4 separate regions of the Zea mays genome follow, and regions 2, 3 and 4 are each linked to region 1. A link is a contact called in public Hi-C data. All regions are on one chromosome and are shown on one strand. The core of a region is the stretch at or near the end of the contact, and the rest is flanking DNA. Distances in the headings are between cores, read along the strand shown. Region 1 holds the start of LOC100282042. Region 2 holds the start of LOC100191520 (putative mitochondrial-processing peptidase subunit beta mitochondrial). Region 3 holds the start of LOC100280726. Region 4 holds the start of LOC100383458.

Evidence for each region. A called contact is a pair of places that touch in the nucleus more often than the background predicts.
Region 2: a contact with region 1 is called in a Hi-C map of ear, with 1.8 times the contacts expected there. The contact joins the promoter of LOC100191520 here to the promoter of LOC100282042 in region 1. A contact is called at or near these places in 2 of 25 Hi-C or Micro-C datasets (ear and tassel).
Region 3: a Hi-C map of ear shows a contact between it and region 1, with 2.0 times the contacts expected there. The contact joins the promoter of LOC100280726 here to the promoter of LOC100282042 in region 1. A contact is called at or near these places in 2 of 25 Hi-C or Micro-C datasets (ear and tassel).
Region 4: a Hi-C map of ear shows a contact between it and region 1, with 3 times the contacts expected there. The contact joins the promoter of LOC100383458 here to the promoter of LOC100282042 in region 1. A contact is called at or near these places in 2 of 25 Hi-C or Micro-C datasets (ear and tassel).

Annotation. Positions count from the first base shown.
Region 1 is chr1:25,948,036-25,952,426 of Zm-B73-REFERENCE-NAM-5.0, reverse strand. It overlaps LOC100282042, which reads left to right and starts at 1,281. Exons shown (of 9, transcript NM_001154955.2): 1 at 1,281-1,466; 2 at 2,632-2,747; 3 at 2,863-2,914; 4 at 3,092-3,241; 5 at 3,511-3,721; 6 at 4,166-4,211. The coding sequence starts at 1,370.
Region 2 is chr1:25,687,750-25,692,378 of Zm-B73-REFERENCE-NAM-5.0, reverse strand. LOC100191520 (putative mitochondrial-processing peptidase subunit beta mitochondrial) reads left to right here and starts at 1,984. Exons shown (of 9, transcript NM_001136951.1): 1 at 1,984-2,763; 2 at 3,448-3,612; 3 at 3,697-3,834; 4 at 3,922-4,073; 5 at 4,197-4,305. The coding sequence starts at 2,095. It overlaps LOC100279890 (TPX2 (targeting protein for Xklp2) protein family), which reads left to right. Exons shown (of 9, transcript NM_001152842.1): 7 at 1-62; 8 at 185-250; 9 at 385-824. The coding sequence ends at 487.
Region 3 is chr1:26,279,744-26,284,504 of Zm-B73-REFERENCE-NAM-5.0, reverse strand. LOC100280726 reads right to left here and starts at 2,374. Exons shown (of 12, transcript NM_001397571.1): 1 at 2,155-2,374; 2 at 1,846-1,992; 3 at 1,541-1,735; 4 at 1,279-1,456; 5 at 905-1,172; 6 at 711-813; 7 at 464-588; 8 at 295-373; 9 at 67-211. The coding sequence starts at 2,294.
Region 4 is chr1:26,371,309-26,375,834 of Zm-B73-REFERENCE-NAM-5.0, reverse strand. It overlaps LOC100383458, which reads left to right and starts at 2,098. Exons shown (of 7, transcript NM_001176106.1): 1 at 2,098-2,178; 2 at 2,388-3,042; 3 at 3,270-3,879; 4 at 4,039-4,526. The coding sequence starts at 2,424. It overlaps LOC100273068, which reads left to right. Exons shown (of 3, transcript NM_001147517.1): 3 at 1-1,014. The coding sequence ends at 733.

The DNA.
Region 1 (4,391 bases), core at 32-2,531:
GCGCTCGCGTAGTTCGATTACCTCATCCCACCGATGGGGATGGACAAATGCAACGCGAGCGCGAACAGCGTGGACAACGAGAACGTACACAAGGCGGGCATGGTGATGAACGGGTTGCCCATCAGTGTGTACGCATAGGAGACGTTGGGGTGTGCGGCAGCCATGTCCACAGGTTGATGAGCAAGATGCTCGGGCGCATTGGGGATTCACCGCTGATCAGGTTCGGCACATACACATGTGGAGCGTGCGCCGTGTTAGGCACACTCAAGTGGGACATGGCCACTGTCATGGAGTACAAGGCCCTTGCAGCAGGCCGTCGACTACTATGTCAGAGGCACGATGCAGAATATCCAAAGATAACTATTATCAATAATTAGCCAATATAAACTATTTACAAATCTTTACTAATGTTTACAAAATAGCATCTCCCTATATCATTGTTTTTGAGGAAAAAATGGCGTATTAGTATTGACACATCGCACATCCATAGGAAATCTCTTAATTGATTAATAATATTTTGTTGACCACATGTGTAGCTATTAGACAATATATGGGTTTGATATATGAACATGTACGGTGTTTAGTTGCTTATTCTACTTTGTTCTAATTGATGAATAAAAAATGAATGAGTCTTTCCTCCTTTTCCTCCTGTCGGGAGAGCACATCTCATGAAGTGATCCAAAATTAATTACTACTAATGCTTTTATCAGCGGTGTTCGTGTACCGTCGCAACGCACGAGCAACTAACTAGAACAAATAATATTTCATTGAATGATTTATATTCTATCGCAATGCATGACACTCTACTATCATATATAGAACTAATGGTTGCAATGTGCTGGTGAAATAGTTAGATTAAAATAACAATATAACACACATTTGTCCTAAACCCTAAAACCATAAACCCTAAACAATCAAAAGTGTGATAAATATGACACAAATCACCATCAAAATCGGTTCAGTATTAGTTGTTGGTAAAGATTTTAGCGAGGTTGATGACAATATATATATATATAGTTCATTTTCATGTAATCGTTATGAATTAATATTTCATTAAATGATTTATATTCTATCGCAATGCATGACACTCTACTATTATATATAGAACTAATGGTTGCAATGTGCTGGTGAAATAGTTAGATTAAAATAACAATATAACACATATTTATACATAATTTATCGTGATATTATATGTTTCCGTTGTAACACACGGTCACTCACGTAGTTTGATATTATATAGGTAGTGCACTCCTGCCTTCTCGTGGCAGAAACGTGACCAAAGCCGTGTCCATGGCGCGCCGTTCTAAACCCTAAACCTTTCGACCTGCTTTATACTAGACCTCATCGAGAATCTCACGCGTCGGCGACCATGGCGGCGTCTCCGTCTTCTCCCCATGCCGCCCCCGGAGTTAGCGGCCAGAGCCTGTCCCCCTCAGCGCCGTCTCCCCACCTCCCCAACTATTTCAGTAAGTGCCCGCCTTTTCCCCCTCCGCCTCAGACAGAGTGGGAACGGATGGTTGATAAAATGTGAGGTTGAGACTTAGGATCTCGATCTGGTTGATGTTAAATTGTGATTAGCTGATTATACTTGTTGGGAAATGGGTAACCACTTGTCCTTGCCTACTTTCTTTTTGGTTAGAAAAATGACTTGTTTCTGCGACTGCACACAGCCAACTTATGATTCTGTTATGACAATTGATGTATCATATAATTTAGCACGCTCTGTTATTTAATGGTAGCTTATTGTTTTGACGATGGATTGCCCATTTATTCTCAAAAGTAAGGGTGAAAGTGCGGTCATTTTTCATCTTCGCTAAAGTAGTCTGCATGGCGGGAGCTGTTCAAAGCATTTTATTAGCTAAATTAGTTCTCTGTAACTTTCACTTGCATGTTCAAAGCATGCGCCAAATCTCTTACTTTCCCTGCTTATTCTTTTTTCTTCCAATCCTGTCCGCTTAAGATTTTCTCTTCCAACCCTTGGATTGGTGGTCAGATTGAGCTAATACTCAACTTTGCTAATTTGGGGTGCGTTTGGTTGCGGGACAGCTAGGACAGGGTCGTCCCCTTACGTCATCTCTCGTCCCTCTAATTTTGAGGGACAACAGGGGACAACACTGGATAGTCATGTCCCAACCCTTGACCCAGAACCAAACAACCTAATTTAAGGGATCGTCCCATCCCATCCCGTCCTGTCATTGCAACCAAACGCATGGTTGGTTGATGGCAAGGTACAGTGGGAAATTGAGTGTTCTCATGGTGAGAGGTTGAAGCATACTGGAGCTTAGTACTTTGGCCTCGTGAGTTTAAATGTTGATCGAACTAAATCTGGGATTTTCTTGACGCAAAAGAGACTACTTGTGCATATTTATTATGTTTTGTTTTCCATTGGGTGGTTATTCAGTAAAATGCTCTTCAACAAGTACATTGCAGATATATTTTTTTAGATTAGTTATTTATTTCATTCTTAAACGGCGAGGGTAAATTTGTCTATATTTTCCATTATTAATTTTACCAGATTATCAACAAGGTAGACCATAAATAGGGACCTGCATTTGTATCAGTTACCAGGAAGTATAGCACACTTTCCAGAATGTGCACTGAAATTATACTGAGACCTAACTTATGGTGCAGTGTGGAGAGAATTTGTCTGGGGAGGAATGGCAGGTGCATTTGGGGAAGGCATGATGCATCCAGTTGACACTCTGAAAACAAGGCTTCAGAGTCAAGCTATAATGACAGGGGCTAAGGTGTGAGATTGTTTCAACTTTGCTTGTTCACATAAAGTTTAACACTTACAATCGTAATGCACGATTTTGATACATGGTTGTTGAACTTTTCTTCATCTATTCCTACAAGGCTCAGAAGAATATATTCCAGATGGTCAGGACAGTTTGGGCTTCTGATGGTCTAAGAGGTTAGGGAATGAAAATTAAAAAGGGAAAGTTGAGAGCTCATGCTGTCTTCTTTTAATTTAAAACAAACTAAAAAGTTTCAAAGCACATGAGCTCAGTAACTGCCAAAAAATACACAGTTCTACACTAATAGGCATCAATAGTGATCTTGATAACTATTGCGGTTGACCTGTTTTCAGGTTTTTACAGAGGAATCAGCCCAGGTGTTACTGGATCTCTTGCGACTGGCGCTACATATTTCGGTATTATTGAATCAACCAAAGCATGGTTGGAGATTGCTAATCCTAATCTAAGTGGACACTGGTCACATTTTATCGCTGGAGCGATTGGTAAGCACTCTATTTTCTATTTTCTATTTTCTGTATTTTATTTACTTTTTGAAAAAAAAAATATGACACTGCTTAATGTAGTTAGATTTGTACTTGTTTTTTTTCTGCATGGGGACTTTATATCTGCACCAACAAACTTTTCTAGCACCCCCCTTTTGTTAGTTACGATACTTTGCTGGTGTAGGTTCTGTTGGAATGCATGATGTCTCAAAGATAATTTCTTATGTCGCTTCCTGGATACCACATATATGTTTCATTCTTGATTCCAGGTGATACACTTGGATCCTTTGTCTATGTGCCTTGCGAAGTCATGAAACAAAGAATGCAAATCCAAGGCACCCAAAAATCTTGGGCATCAGCTGTAGCCAAAGGAAATATTTCTCAAACTCATGGGATAGAGATGTATGGGTACTACAATGGAATGTTCCATGCTGGCTGTTCTATCTGGAGAGACCATGGCTTGAAGGGGCTTTATGCAGGGTATTGACACTGATTTCCTCTTACTAGCCTGCCTATCATTATCAGCCTTTCATTTGTTTTTTTTTTGGATTGCATAAGACCACCTTAAAGGAAAATCTAGTCCTATAATACCTTTTATATTTGATTTGACACTTTGCACAAGTTGATCACTTAGCTCCGTTCTTTCTGCAACCTCTGAAGCTTATCTATTTTAGGCCAGAAATAGAATCTTATCATACAAAATAAGTGTCTATGTCCATATTATGGATGTCTAAATGTATGTATTGATGAACAAGCATGTATCTGCATTCTGTCAATTTGTCTGTGAAAAAACCCGATAATAATATTCATGATAGTGTAATGGTCATACATGAGTTTTGTTTCAACAGATACCACTTTATGGTGACAATTTAGTTGTCACGCACTATTGATTTGTCTGAAATGACAGTCGTTTCTTTCTTGCAGATACTGGTCTACGCTTGCCAGAGATGTCCCTTTTGCTGGTCTAATGGTAAGTTAATTAATTTAACATAACTCTTGTTTTCTTTGCCCTAGCCTTTTTAGTAAGCCTGCTCACTTTCCAGAAGCAATGCTGGTGAGTTTAAGCTAGCTCCTATAAGAAGTCGATACTGCTATATATTGCTATTCACTTACATGGCAGCCTGATAGTAATCTGCCAGTCACCACAATA
Region 2 (4,629 bases), core at 735-3,234, 260 kb after region 1:
ACCGAGCTGGTTCCTAAAGCTCAACCCATGCCATACTTTGACCGCCCCTTCATCCCCAAAAGGTGATGACCATGTTAGATTTTGAATCTTTCACAGTACTGTTGGTTTAATACCCCAATACTTGAGAGATGTATTATCATTTACACAACTAACTGTTAATTTCTGATCCGTTTTATCGTTATAGGTCGACTAAACCGGCTACAGTTCCCATGGAACCGAAATTCCACCTCAGGCCAGAAAAGATATCCTGGTGAGTTTTTACTGTCAAAAATATAACTAAGTTGGCATATTTGTGCACAAAACTTGTTTCCCGAGCCACTGTATTTATTTATTTGTGCAAAGCATGCTCACCATGCTTGGTTATGTGTCAATGGTGGCTGACAGTTACTGTCGACAGCAATGTATGGAGCTTGGAAAGCTGAATCCACAACAGCAGTGCCAACATCCACTATGGCAATCGAGAAGTACAGAGCATCAACACACATGATCCAAAAAATGTTTCCATCCCTGTCTTCGTCATTCTTGATTCGTCGTCTTCCATATGTGAAGAAATTGCTATCAGGCGTGTTTTTCAGCTTTGCTCGGATCGCCTGGCCTCTAATTTCTGTTATGTACATGCATATGCAAATCGTTGGCTCTGTGCTTCAGATGCAATCCCACCAAGGTTGGAATTTTGCTGCCCAAGAAACTGATCAAGAAATTCAAAGATGAATTTCGGTGGTACATTATTGACTTCAGATGAATAGTCGAGTAATCTGTTGCTGTTGCTGACTTGGTTGTGTATGGGCATAAGTGTAGGTGTAGCAAACTGAAACTTTGCACAATTAAATTTCTGCACTCCAACATGTTCATTACATGTGCACTCGTTCCTCGCGCGAAAAACCCATGGTCAACACGAACCGTTTATATCAGACTCATCTAACTTCGACTAAATTTACATCTACCTTACGAAATAAATCTATTATGAAAACATATATTAATATTATAATTATAATGCAATTTATAAATCTAATTTGTCGTGAGTGTATTTTTCAATAAAACTGGTCAAGTTGAATGTTATTATGTTGATGTCAATGGAATGTGTTCATAAAAAAATGCATGTACTCACGGAAACTCCAGGTCACACAATGGAATCGTTCAGGGCCCAGCCTGCTCAGGCACGACCCTGACTTTCAGAGCAACCAATAATGCTTAGCTTAACGTCCAGCCCGATTAGTCTTAGGTCCCGTTTGGTTTGAGGGACTAAAACATTTTAGTCTCATTTAATTTCTAAATTGTTAAACGGTAGAATTAAACTGCTTTAGTCCATAGTCCCTCAAGAGGTAGCTAAAAGAGACTAAATCATATTAATTCTACATTTGTCACTCATTTAGTACAATTGTACTAATAGCAGGAGAATGTTAAAGGTCATTTTAGTCTTCTTATAAGTTATTTAGTATATTCTTACTAATTTTAGTCTCTAAAGTTTAGTCCCTAGACTAAAGAGACCAAACATGGCCTTAGCCCCCGTTTAGTTTGAGGGACTAAAGATTAGTTCATCCATTTTAGTTATATTTACTCTCTAATTTACCAAACCGTATGACTAAAATAGAGACTAAATTGTTTTAGTATTTAGTCCCTCAAGTAGTGACTAAAAGAGATTAAATCATATAAATTCTAATTTTTGCCCCTTTATTTCAGTTGCACTATAACGTGAGAATGTTAAGTGGTATTTTAGTCCTATTATGATTCATTTAATATGTTTTAAATAGTTTTAGTCTATATAATAAATAGGATAGAGACTAACTTTAGTCTTCTAACTAAATTTTAGTCTATAACCAAACGGAGGCTATATCATGTTCGGTATATTTCATGTCCACACAAGGCAAAGCCTCTCAAAACAATAGTAGAATGGCGTAGCCTTTCTCTATGACACGTGCCCCTTCCCCCCTCTTAAGCTAAGGGACCCTTGGGCAGCCCGGCATCTTCTCCACCCTCTGCCCCTCTCGATTTCTTCTTCCCATCTCCCAATCCATCGCAACCCAAACCCTACTCCAGGCAGATCTCCGTCTCCGCCGCCGCTGCCGGCGTGAGCACAGCATCAGATCCGCTGTGATGGCGTTCCGCCGCATCCTATCCACCGCGGTGCGCCGCCGCTCGGCCGTGGCCGCCGCGGCGGCCGGGAACGCGCGCGAGGCCTCCACGGCCGTCGCTGCGGCGCCAGGTGTGCTCGCCCCCGATGCGACCGCGGTGCGCGCTCCCGTGATGCCGTATGACCGCATCGCCGACGCCGTCAACGCCAGGCTCCGGCGGCTCGAGCACCCAGACCCGCGCTTCCTCCGCTACGCCAGCCCCGTGCCGTCCCACGCGGACCACATGGCCATCCTTGCGGCGCCAGAGACCCGGGTCACCACACTGCCCAACGGCCTGCGCATCGCCACGGAGTCTTCCCTCGCCGCGCGCACGGCTACGGTCGGCGTGTGGATCGATGCGGGCAGCAGGTACGAGAACGAGGAGGCGGTCGGCGTCGCGCATTTTGTCGAGCACATGCTGTTCAAGGGCACGGGGAAGCGCAGCGCCGCGCAGCTGGAGCTGGAGATCGAGGACATGGGTGGCCACCTTAATGCGTACACGTCGCGGGAGCAGACGACCTACTACGCCAAGGTGCTTGACAAGGACGTGCCCCGTGCGATGGAGGTCCTCTCGGACATCCTCCAGAACTCTAATCTCGACCAGGCCCGCATTGAACGTGAGCGCGAAGTGATCCTACGAGAGATGGGGGAGGTATGCACCCTGATTTTGTAGTCTTATAGATATCTTTTTATTCAAAATTCTCATTTTTTGTGCTGTGTCAACCAGTTCGGGTAATAATCACTAATCAGGCATTTGTTCTATCTATGCTCATTGCTCTCTATGGTTAACTGTTGAACTTTTCACCGAGAAAGTTTTTATCGTCTTAATGAATATGGTTTTATTTACCTCAGATAAGATGCACTATGTCTTCTATGGCGTGTGATGAAGATCTTTCTGGTTTGCTGTTAACATTTCTACTAATCTTAAAGCTATATCATAATGAGGACTATGCATTTTGACATGTGAGAATTTTCTGGAAAATTTAGAGTAGGGAGGTGAGGTGAGTAGTCTGCTAGGTGTTTGTTCCTCTTAAACTCGTTGAGAAGTTAAAGAGCTGAGTGAAAAAATATTTGTTCAAGTGACAAGGAGATGAAAGAGTTGAAGACATCTAGCCGTTGCACACATCGACACTTAACGCCAGAGTGTTATCAGTATACCCGAGTCTCTTAAGCAATTTGTTTTGGATCCTTTGCTCAATACATTCATCAAACCTTACAATTTTGCTTGTTAGTAATTCTCAATTTGTTTAACCAGCCAAGGTGTTCTGTACAGTAAAATGTATGTGTTCTACGAAATTCTTCACATAATTCTTCGGTCTATTTCTTCCTTGCATAGGTTGAGGGACAGTCTGAGGAAGTTATATTTGATCATCTCCATGCAACTGCATTCCAATATACATCTCTTGGCAGACCAATCTTGGGTTCTGCAGAGAATGTCAAGTCAATCACCAAAGAGGACCTTGAGAACTACATTGCAACTCATTATACAGCTCCTAGAATGGTACATGATTTCAACTGTGTTGCTTCTGCACCATTTTATGTTCCTGTTATTGGAGTATGATGGAAGTACTTTTACACGTTTCAGGTTATCACAGCTGCAGGCAATGTGAAACATGAAGACATTGTTGAGCAGGCAAAGAAGTTGTTCAATAAGCTATCAACTGACCCTACAACAACAAACATGTTGGTCGCTAAGCAACCAGCCTCTTTCACGGGTTCTGAGGTGGGTTCTGCAATTTTTCACTCTATACTTAGTTGTGCTATTTTTCATGAACCCACATTATTTCACCATTGTATGCTCTCTTGGTAGGTTCGAATCATTGACGATGACATGCCCCTTGCTCAATTTGCTGTTGCTTTCAATGGAGCATCATGGGTAGATCCTGATTCTGTTGCACTGATGGTTATGCAATCAATGCTTGGTTCATGGAACAAGAGTGCTGGTGGAGGAAAGCACATGGGGTAAGTTCACTCTTTTTTTTTGTTCTTTGTTTTCGCTATCATGTGTACAGGCCTGATCCTCATTTTTCCATAGTCTGTTACTGACCATATCTTTGCTATGTTACCCTGCTTTACTGTTTACAGTTCGGAGCTTGTACAGAAAGCAGCAATCAATGACATTGCTGAGAGTGTAATGTCATTCAACATGAATTACAAGGACACTGGTCTTTTTGGTGTCTATGCTGTTGCTAAGGTTACTGTTGTATTTCTACCTTTGGTGAAGTATCCATAAATTGCCTGAAATAATATTTTATCCTATACATATTGTGTAGTTATATATGCCATCCGTATCCGTAGTCATGAAAGAAATGTGTACACAGCTAATTTATTTGTTAAAATTCCTCGAAAAGTAAGACAAATAAACATACCTTAGATACACACTATCTACATTCTCTAGGTATGTTTTTAGTGTTCTGCCTTCTCTTCCTATTAAATTCTCCCAGCTCACATAAACTTGTATATAAGCGCTACACAAGGTGTTGCAGTTGGGTCTGTTAGTGACAACTATGTTATTGGC
Region 3 (4,761 bases), core at 1,125-3,624, 330 kb before region 1:
AAATTTACAATTTTTCAATTCAAGATATAAATAATATCATCGTTCAGTGGATATTGACGATTATACCTTTTCCTGGCCCATGGCAGGATCACTAGTAATGTGAGACAGAAAAACTCTATCAGAATACGTGGACTTGAAGCCACCGGCCCGTGCGGCACCCATTTCTGCACCAATTGGTGCCAGCGAAGTATCTTTGCCTTCAGAGTCATACCTATTTGACAAATCATGTGCTACAAGCCTAAGCATACTTAAAAACATAGGACAAGCGCATATCATTCACGAGAGAAATCGTACCATGATTTGAGATTCTGAGCCTCGTGTAGATCAGGATTAATCGCAAGAGTACTTTTGCCTACAGTAGAAAGAGACACGCCTGCAAGAAAAATTGCAGCGCCACAGTTATCACGACACTCAGTAAGCAACTGGTTTCCAGTGAAGATTGAACAGAGATTTGATTGCATACCTTGGAAGTCAGACACTTTTAGGCTCTTTATCGCAACAACAGGCGAACTGTCAGCCATGTTCAAAAGCTCTTGGCCGGTCGTAGTAGCAAGATCATTCCAAAGAGAGATGCTAACAGTTTTGCCACTGCAAGAAATGAAATGAGTCGATTAGGACTACTTGACTTTCTCAGATAGACTTATATTTGTGATTAGAGAATTTGTATTCCGACCTATCAACAAGGTAAAAAAAGATCAAGTGCTACTTACGAGTCATCCGCCACAACAATGTCACGCTTCGGTATTGTCTCGTTGTCAATCTTTCTCCTAACACTGAGTGTGGGAGATACGCTCTGAACCACACCAACAATATCTGAAGTATAACACGTAACACATACAACAGTGAGACAATACATCAAACGTGGAAAAATAAAATACCAGTTCAATTCAGATCACTGACATACCTACAAGCTCCCTGCCACCGACATACGATCCTAGCTGATCAATCTTGACAAGGTTGTATTGCACTTGCGGAATGCAAGTCTCCCCCTCTGCTTCTTCAACAATAGCATTCTCGTTTAGTGACATCTCGTAGTCATTTTGGACAGTCTTGAACTGCTTGTTAGCAATTCTAAGAGATCCTTTTGAGACATAATAGACCTTTCCCAGCTCAAAAATCGGATAGAACTTCTTTGCAGCGTCATTAAACATGGTGGCTTGGATCTGGGTGCCCTGTGCATACACAAAATCAAAAAAAAAATAATATCAGTTCGTGAACCCGCGACAACTCATGAAAATACACACTTAAACTTGAGAACAATGCCATCAGACCGCTTACATCCTCATCGGTGAGCTCTACATTGAAGACACAGCCTTCTCCGCGAGCATTCCTGTAGGTTCTCAGGTTGCCTTTGCTCGTGACCCGCACCTTAATGACCCAGTTACCCTGGTAGGGGTTCAGAGTGATCAAAGGATGGACCCTCTTTGTCATGGAAAGGGGCTTGACAGGAGCAGTACTGCACGCAAAGGGTAACAAAGAACTGTAAATCTGAATCCTCAACAGACTCCGGCAGAAAATCGAACAGATTGCAGGTACTTACTTTCCACGCTGCTCATTCACGATCTGGGACGCAGACTTCACCTCCTGCTTGGGCTTCATAGCGAGTGGGGGAGTCACGCCCACGCATTCGTCCTTAGGCTTCAGCACAATTGGAGGCTCCTCTTTTTTGGCCTCGCCGTTGATCTCGGCGTCAAGCGCTTGGCACACAAGCTCGCATTTGATGACAACCAAGACTCTGGTAAACAAAGCACAGTGGTCCAGGAAACCGAGGGAAACGATGAATACGAGAACAGTTGCCAACATTAGTCTTCTCATGGCGACGAAAGAAGGATGGAGGGCACTTACTTGTCATCTTTGCCTTTGACGACGTTGCAAGTGTAGTCGATGATGCGGATGAGGCCGAGGTTCTTCAGGTTGCCAGAGCGGACCTCCGACCCGAAGTTGGTGGGAAGCATCGCCTTGATCTTATCCTTCCCGTCAGTTGCTGTGAAACTGCAAGGCATCAACACATACAAACAAAGGAAGGCTCGTCAGACCGGCCGACAAGAACCATATCAACTGCGCTAAGAACAGAACAGATCCGCCGCCCTACGTAACGAAAACTAGCAAAGATACTAGATCCAGCGCAGGGAGGGAAATGAGGTGAGAACTCACCTGAACCGGCTGCCCGTGCCGACGGACTTCAGGTCGAGGACCTGAACGACGAGATCGGTCACTGCGCCGTCGGAGCCCGCCGACGGGTGCGCCAGAATGTGAGACACAGCGACCGGCGTCACCAACTTGGCAGCGTCCATGGCCCCTCTTGCCTCTTTCCTCTCCCTGACGAATCGTCTCCCGGGGGAAAGAAGGTTTCGCGTGGATAGGTTGGGGCGTGGGGGGAACGTTGAGCGGCGGCGAAGATGCGTCGAGCTGCCAAGGCTACGCGCGCTTATAAGGTAGATTTGGGAAGGAAATGGCGGGAGGCGAGCAGCGCTCGGGGTTTTGCGCGTTTTTTAGCCTTGCCGCCGCGGGGTTCGCTGCTAGTTTCGTTTTGGCTCCGGTTGGCACACGCGGGGGGAGAAATTTGATTAGTTTTGGCGCCGGGGAAGGAGGCGGGCGCCGGCTGAGGTGCACGCAGCCACCGAATTTTTTTCATTTTGACCCTTTCTCGAAAGAAAAATCACGTTCGGACCCTAGAAAATTTTAATGTCATTTTTGAACTCTTTGCTCGGCGCCATAACTCATGGCGCCGAGGTAACACAGCTCGGCGCCATAGGCTATGGCGCCGAGGTACGTGCTGCGCTGGCGCAACCCGAACGTCGTAGCGTCGACGTGGCACCAAGCTCGGCGCCATAGATCTTGGTGCCGAGCTTGGCTGTGCAATCACAAATGCTGTCTAGCTTAGTCGGTAGAGTGTAAAGCTTTTAAACTTGTGGTTGTGGGTTCGAGCCCCATGGTGGGCTTTTAATTAATATTTTTTGTCTGTCACTAATTTATTTTTTTGTTGCCAGATTTTTCGTTTATGTCGGTGTTTTGTCCATCCAGATTTATTTATCATCTAGATTTTTTTGTTTATTTGGACAAAAACAAATGCTGGGTTTTTGTGACTGATTTTTCTACTAACTACGTAGAAGTACGCATAGTAGGTTGTGGTGGGATTAGTATTTTAGACTCATAATAATCTCTCCACCTATCTCGTCATTAAATCCATTGGTTAACATAACTTGACGCGGGCAAAAGCAGACTTTTCTTTTGGTCAGACTAGAAGACTACCGCTCATATTTCATCTCCGTTAATTAAATAGAGTCTTATTCTCAGTTTTGGAGAAATTAAACGTTTCTGGCAGCATGCCATCGTTCACGGCACGCTACCGATACAGAGATCCGATTCGCCGATCTACTTGCCAGGCAAAGCGTCAGGTTTGGCTTAAAATAAAACACTGCACCGGGACGCGGCTTGGTCTTTGCATGCTTCAGCGTCAGGTTTGGCTTAAAATAAAACACTGCACCGGGACGCGGCTTGGTCTTTGCATGCTTCGCTTTTAGATATGATTCGTGAATCGTGATTCGTAATACTGGTACTGACTCTGCCCTGCCCAGGCCAAAAGAAGTTTTTTTTCATAACGTCGGAGCAAGTACATATATCTGTAAAAGATCTTGGAAATTAACAGATGCATCATCTTCAGGCTGGCGCAAATCACAGACCGCATCAGTCTGTCAGTCACAGTCCATGACCGAATGCGGGCGTAAATCAGCGAATTCAGGCAAGGTAAGACAATTACTGCTAATCTACAACCAGGAGACTTTCTAGAGCGCTAAGTGCTGGACCTTCACATGATGAACTCTGAAGCATACATCAACTACATTCTAGGTGATTCCGTCCTCTCAAACGAAACAAAAGTTGTGTACAGTGTCAATTAGGTGATTCCGTCCTCTCGCTAATTACAAGTGATTTTAAACATTAAATAATATACTAAAAACTGAAGTACACCATTTAAAATGTTAAAAATATTTATATTATAAACAAGTGACTGTGTTAATCTTACATTACCAGTGACAAAGGCTCAAACCCACAACTTTAAGGTTAAAAGTCTTGCACTCTACCAACTGAGCTAGACAAGCTTTGCTGTTATATATCCGAGCTCGGCGCCATAGACCTTGGCGCCGAGCTCGGTGCCACATCAGCGCCACGTTGTCTGGGTTGTACCAGCGCAGCACGTACCTCGGTGCCATAGTGAAAGTAGCCTAGAGGGGGGGTGAATAGGCTAATCTGAAAATTTTCACAACAAACTTCGAAAGATTGTTAGATACACAGTTCGACTGGTGCAGGCCGGTTCAACAGCTACGTGCGCAAGTTGAACCACTCTGAACCAATCCAACTGTTTTATAAACTTTAGACTAAAATCTACTCGAAAAAGTATTTCGCAAGTTCTTGAGAGAAGTAAGATATAGCTAAGTGAGGATGAAAAGATGAATATGTAGAGGCTATTTTACTTCTAGATAAGCTCTACGGAAAAATCTTTATGTCAACCTTGCAAGTAAAAATATCTCAAGTCAAAACAAGCAAGAACACAAGACACAAGATTTAATTCGAGGTTCGGCCACACCACAAAGGTATCCTACTCCCCGTTGAGGAGCCCACAAAGGGCCGGGTCTTTTTCAACCCTAATCCTCCAAAAGCCGACCACAAAGGTCAAGGCAATCTCTTCTTATCTTAGCTCAAAGAGCGGGTGATACAAACTTCTTAGGGTCGTCCACAAATTTGGAGACTCCCAAGCAACCT
Region 4 (4,526 bases), core at 849-3,348, 420 kb before region 1:
CAGTGAACTCCTGCTTCACGCCAACGTGGATACTTTCATTGTGTTCCGCTCTGCTGTGCCTATATTTGTCGCGATAGGAGAGACGTTGTATCTCCATCAGCCATGGCCATCACTCAAGACATGGCTTTCACTCTCCACAATACTTGGTGGAAGTGTGATCTATGTTTTCACAGACAACCAATTCACTGTGACTGCTTACACCTGGGCAGTGGCCTACCTAGCAAGCATGTCCATTGATTTCGTGTACATCAAGCATGTTGTAATGACCATTGGGCTGAACACATGGGGCCTTGTGCTATACAACAACCTTGAGGCTTTGATGCTATTCCCACTCGAGCTTCTAGTAATGGGAGAATTTGATCAGATGAAGGTCGACAGCTCCAAAGTGTCAAACTGGCTTTCATTTGATGTGGTCCTCCCTGTTGCTCTCTCATGCCTGTTTGGACTATCAATATCCTTCTTCGGATTCTCCTGCAGACGAGCTATTTCTGCTACTGGGTTCACAGTGCTTGGCATAGTGAACAAGCTCCTAACTGTTGTGATTAATTTGCTTATCTGGGACAAGCATGCCTCTTTTGTGGGTACCATTGGGCTCTTGATATGCATGTCAGGTGGTGTGCTCTATCAGCAATCCACCACGAAACCGAAGGCACCCAAGGTTGAGCCGAAGGAAGAGAACGACGAGGAGCAGCAGAAATTGCTGCAGATGCAGGGAGTTCAAGAGAGTTCATAAACCTTACAAAGAAAGTACAACTACAAAGAAGCATATGGCTAGTACTCGGAAAGAGGACAGCCTCACCTGAGCGTTTTTGTATTGACTAGTACTTGGGAAGAAGCATATGGATGAATGTAGTCATGAACTAGGAGCTACAAAATCCCATGTTTTAGATATTAGAAGTCATGGAGGGGACCTAATTATCACTGTGCAATTCTTTATTACTATACTACCACTTCCATTTGTAACGCAAAATTGTTATGATAGGATGGCAAATATACCTGCATTGAATACTTCCTATACGAAAGCATCTATCTCATACAGTTCGGTGACGGTGATACTATGATCTATGTTTAGTCATTTCTCTGCTGGAGTTTCCCTATTTGTTCTGTACCTTATTGTTGGTGATGAAGCCATTGGTTCTTTTGCTGAAAAGAAAGTTTTGTAATCATCGATGTTGGTGCATAAGGGCAGCTCCATTGTGCTTTCTAAGCCGGTGCAAAGAGCACAGTTTTTTTATTTGTTTGGGCTGCAAGGAGTTTACACATTGGAGACCTTTTATGTTTCTAACAAAGCACACGTTGACGTGACAATTTTGTAGTACCTTGTTATGAGAAAATCCTGTAACTCTGCAATTTTGTACCTTGTCAAATATGATGCTATTGAAGTAACTTTGCTTGCTCTTGGCGTATGCATTGCAATTTTACTGTGCTCCCGGGCAAATTTTTTACTGTGCTGAAAATCTGAAAGCGAAGCCGTTCAAGTAGCTTTGCTTGGGCACTTGGCAACGTATCCCATCAGGACAATTAAAATAACGACCGCATTAAAATGATAATAGTAGAGTTGGCTGTTGTGCAAATACTACTTTGAAGTCCCCGCAAGAAGAAATATTGATGAAGTCTTCGAATAGAAGAACCAGGGTTCGTAAAAAATGCAAGTGTAGTGTAGGCACAACTGTCTTTGCGGTAAGGAATGTCAGAATCGGTTTGATTCTCTTTTCTAAAGTTTAAACCTCTAAATTTTTTAAAGTACTTTAATAGAGTGTTCGGAACTGCTTAACCTCATAATTTGTATCGCCGTCATTGCGGCCTTTATTCATTCCCAACTTCCGTCCGATCCATTTGCGGCCGAGATTCTCCCAAGATGTGGTTTCTATTCTATCGCCGTCATTGCGCTCTCCTCCCGTTGTAAACCCAAAGACCTTCGTCGCACGGACCCGTCCTTGCTAATTGCTCACTCCATCGGCGCCGGGTCATCCTCGTGGCCCCGTGCCGCACCGCGAAACCAAAATCTCGCAATCCTAACCTACCCCAGCGACCTAGCGCCGTCGTCGCTCGACCTCCCCTCGCCGCGCCGGGCCCCCCAGAGGGTCTCAGGCCATAGCGAGGAGCCGGGGTTCCGCTCCGACCCGAATCCGAGCCTCCCCCAGGACGCAGCGGGTCTCGTTTCCGTACTCGTAGCAGGTAATCGCGGAGCTCTCCTCCTCCTCGTTCTTTGCTCTGTCAGTGGCGATGCTACTACTATTGGTTCGATCCCTGCTTAGGTTTGATCTAGGGTTTGGAGTTTTTGAGGTGATTTCATTATGCCAATCGCGTTATCGCGCGTAGTTTTGTTTTGGTTTTAATCGGGCGCTTACTGTTGACGAGGTCTGATTAAAATTTCAACTTTCCAGGAAGTTTCGCGCGAGGGATTGATTGTCGAGCTAGAGATGTACGGGCAGGGAGGGAGCTTCAATCCACACTATCGCCATGGCCCGCCTCCGCCCCAGCAGCAAGCTGGGGTAACTGGGTCCTTCCCCCAGCAACCTGTGCCACCGCCTCGGCCACCTTACCCACAGCACCCTGGAGTGCGGCCTCCGGCTGGGCCGTACCAGCATGGCGTGCTGCCACATCAGAACCAGCCATACCCCTTTGCGCAGCATGGTCGGATGCACCAGATGCCAATGCTTCCGCCACAGCAGAGAGGTTATGGGTCGATGCCAATGCCAGGGTCGCTGCCTCCGCAACAAGCTATGCATCAGGCCCCTCCACAGTATCCGCCCCTCCCTCCACCTCCACCTCGGCCGCCTGGCTTTGTTCATGATAATGTGCTGCCTCCATCTCTGCCTCCTCCTCCTCCTCCTTCTCCACCACCACCACCACCACCACCACCACCAGAAGCAGCAGCAGCAGCATCATATTCTCCTCCTCACACACTTGTTGTTGCACAGTCATGCGGCGCAGAGGCAGAAGCAAAAGAAGGTGCATCTGAAGGTGGTCGTTTTGCCAAAACTCTGGAAGCAGCTACTCAGCTAATTGTTTCTGATGACTCAGATATGGACATGGATGGTTAGCACTCCCCTTTCCCTCCCCTATCTCAGTACAGTGATACTATTACTCTGTTTGAAACTTGCACATTATTTACACTGCTGCATTTGGTGTCACAGCAATGTCATCTGATAGTCCATACGGTGAAAAACATCACTGTGCATGAATGTTGTACCTGACTTTGGCATTTTAGATTATTTTTCACTTCGACATGTTTCTAAACATTGACTTTGTAATGCAATTTCCAGGGGATGAGGACTCTCCATCAAAGCAGCCCCTTACCCCAGAAACTTCTTTGCCTGTGACTGTTGAATGTACTGGAAATGTTAATGTGTCAAAGTTCAGTGATGTTTCAACTGAGGACAATGCTAAAACTGCGGATGCAACTGAGGACAATGCTAAAACTGCGCATGCAACTGAGGACGGTGGGAGCACATTCCAACTGATACAAGGTTATGGCTCCGATGACAGTGCAAATGAGGCTGATGCTGGTCCTGGCAGTGCTAATACCCTTGTGACATTGCCTGAAGATAACCTGCATGGTCATTTAAGTGATAGTAATACTGAGTTTGATTATCAGAAACATGTTAATGCAAAAGGAAATGTGAATACCCCTCATGGCACTGAGCAAAATGGTAAGGCTGAAAATTATCATCTCAAGGTTGAGAGCAACCCAGTGAAGCATGGCACAGATGTACTTGGGCATCTGGCCAAAGAAGATACAAGTGGCAGTGAAATTGAGGGAGGTCAAAGTAGTAAAAGGCATGGGAGGATACAAAAGAAACGAACCCGGAGCATCTCACCTCAGGGTAGAAGTGGTAGTCCAGTGGGGGCAAACAAGAGCAGTCCATCCCAAAGGTATGGTGCCTCTGCCTTGTACCTACCTTGAATTTTAAATAGATGCATCAGTTCATCTGTGTAATTGTATTTCCGTATTTTAGATTTGTTATAAGTTATGGCATCCGATATGTATATCTTGTTTCCTTTGGAAGTCTAAAAGTATTAAATTTCTTTCAGTTCTTCACCTGGAAAGCAGAGCAGGCCACCATTTGCTAAGCGTCTCCATTCTGCTGATGATGGTAATGATTCAGAAGGTAGAGTTGTTCAGCAAGAGGGCCTGTCATTGACATCAAAATTGGATAGTTCTTCTAATGATTTAATTGGTAAAGTGGGAGATGCTGCTGCGGTTGGTGTTGCCCTTGGGCAGCATTGTCACAGTGACAATTTAATTTCTGAGCATTCACAACTAATGGCTGCTGGTGCTACTCATAAGATGCAAATGCCATGCCCCCCATCTGAGTCTCTATCAGACTTAAATGTGTCTTCATCAGCAGGTGGCCCAATTCTTACGAACCAACCTGCTGCAGGTGTCCCATATGTGTCTGTAGAAACTACCAAGAGCTCCATGACATCTAAACATCTCCAGTCTCATCCTCAGAGTTTGAGTCCTCCTGAACACATGCCATCCTCAAATATGATTCAGCTACCAGGACAGCCATCATTTG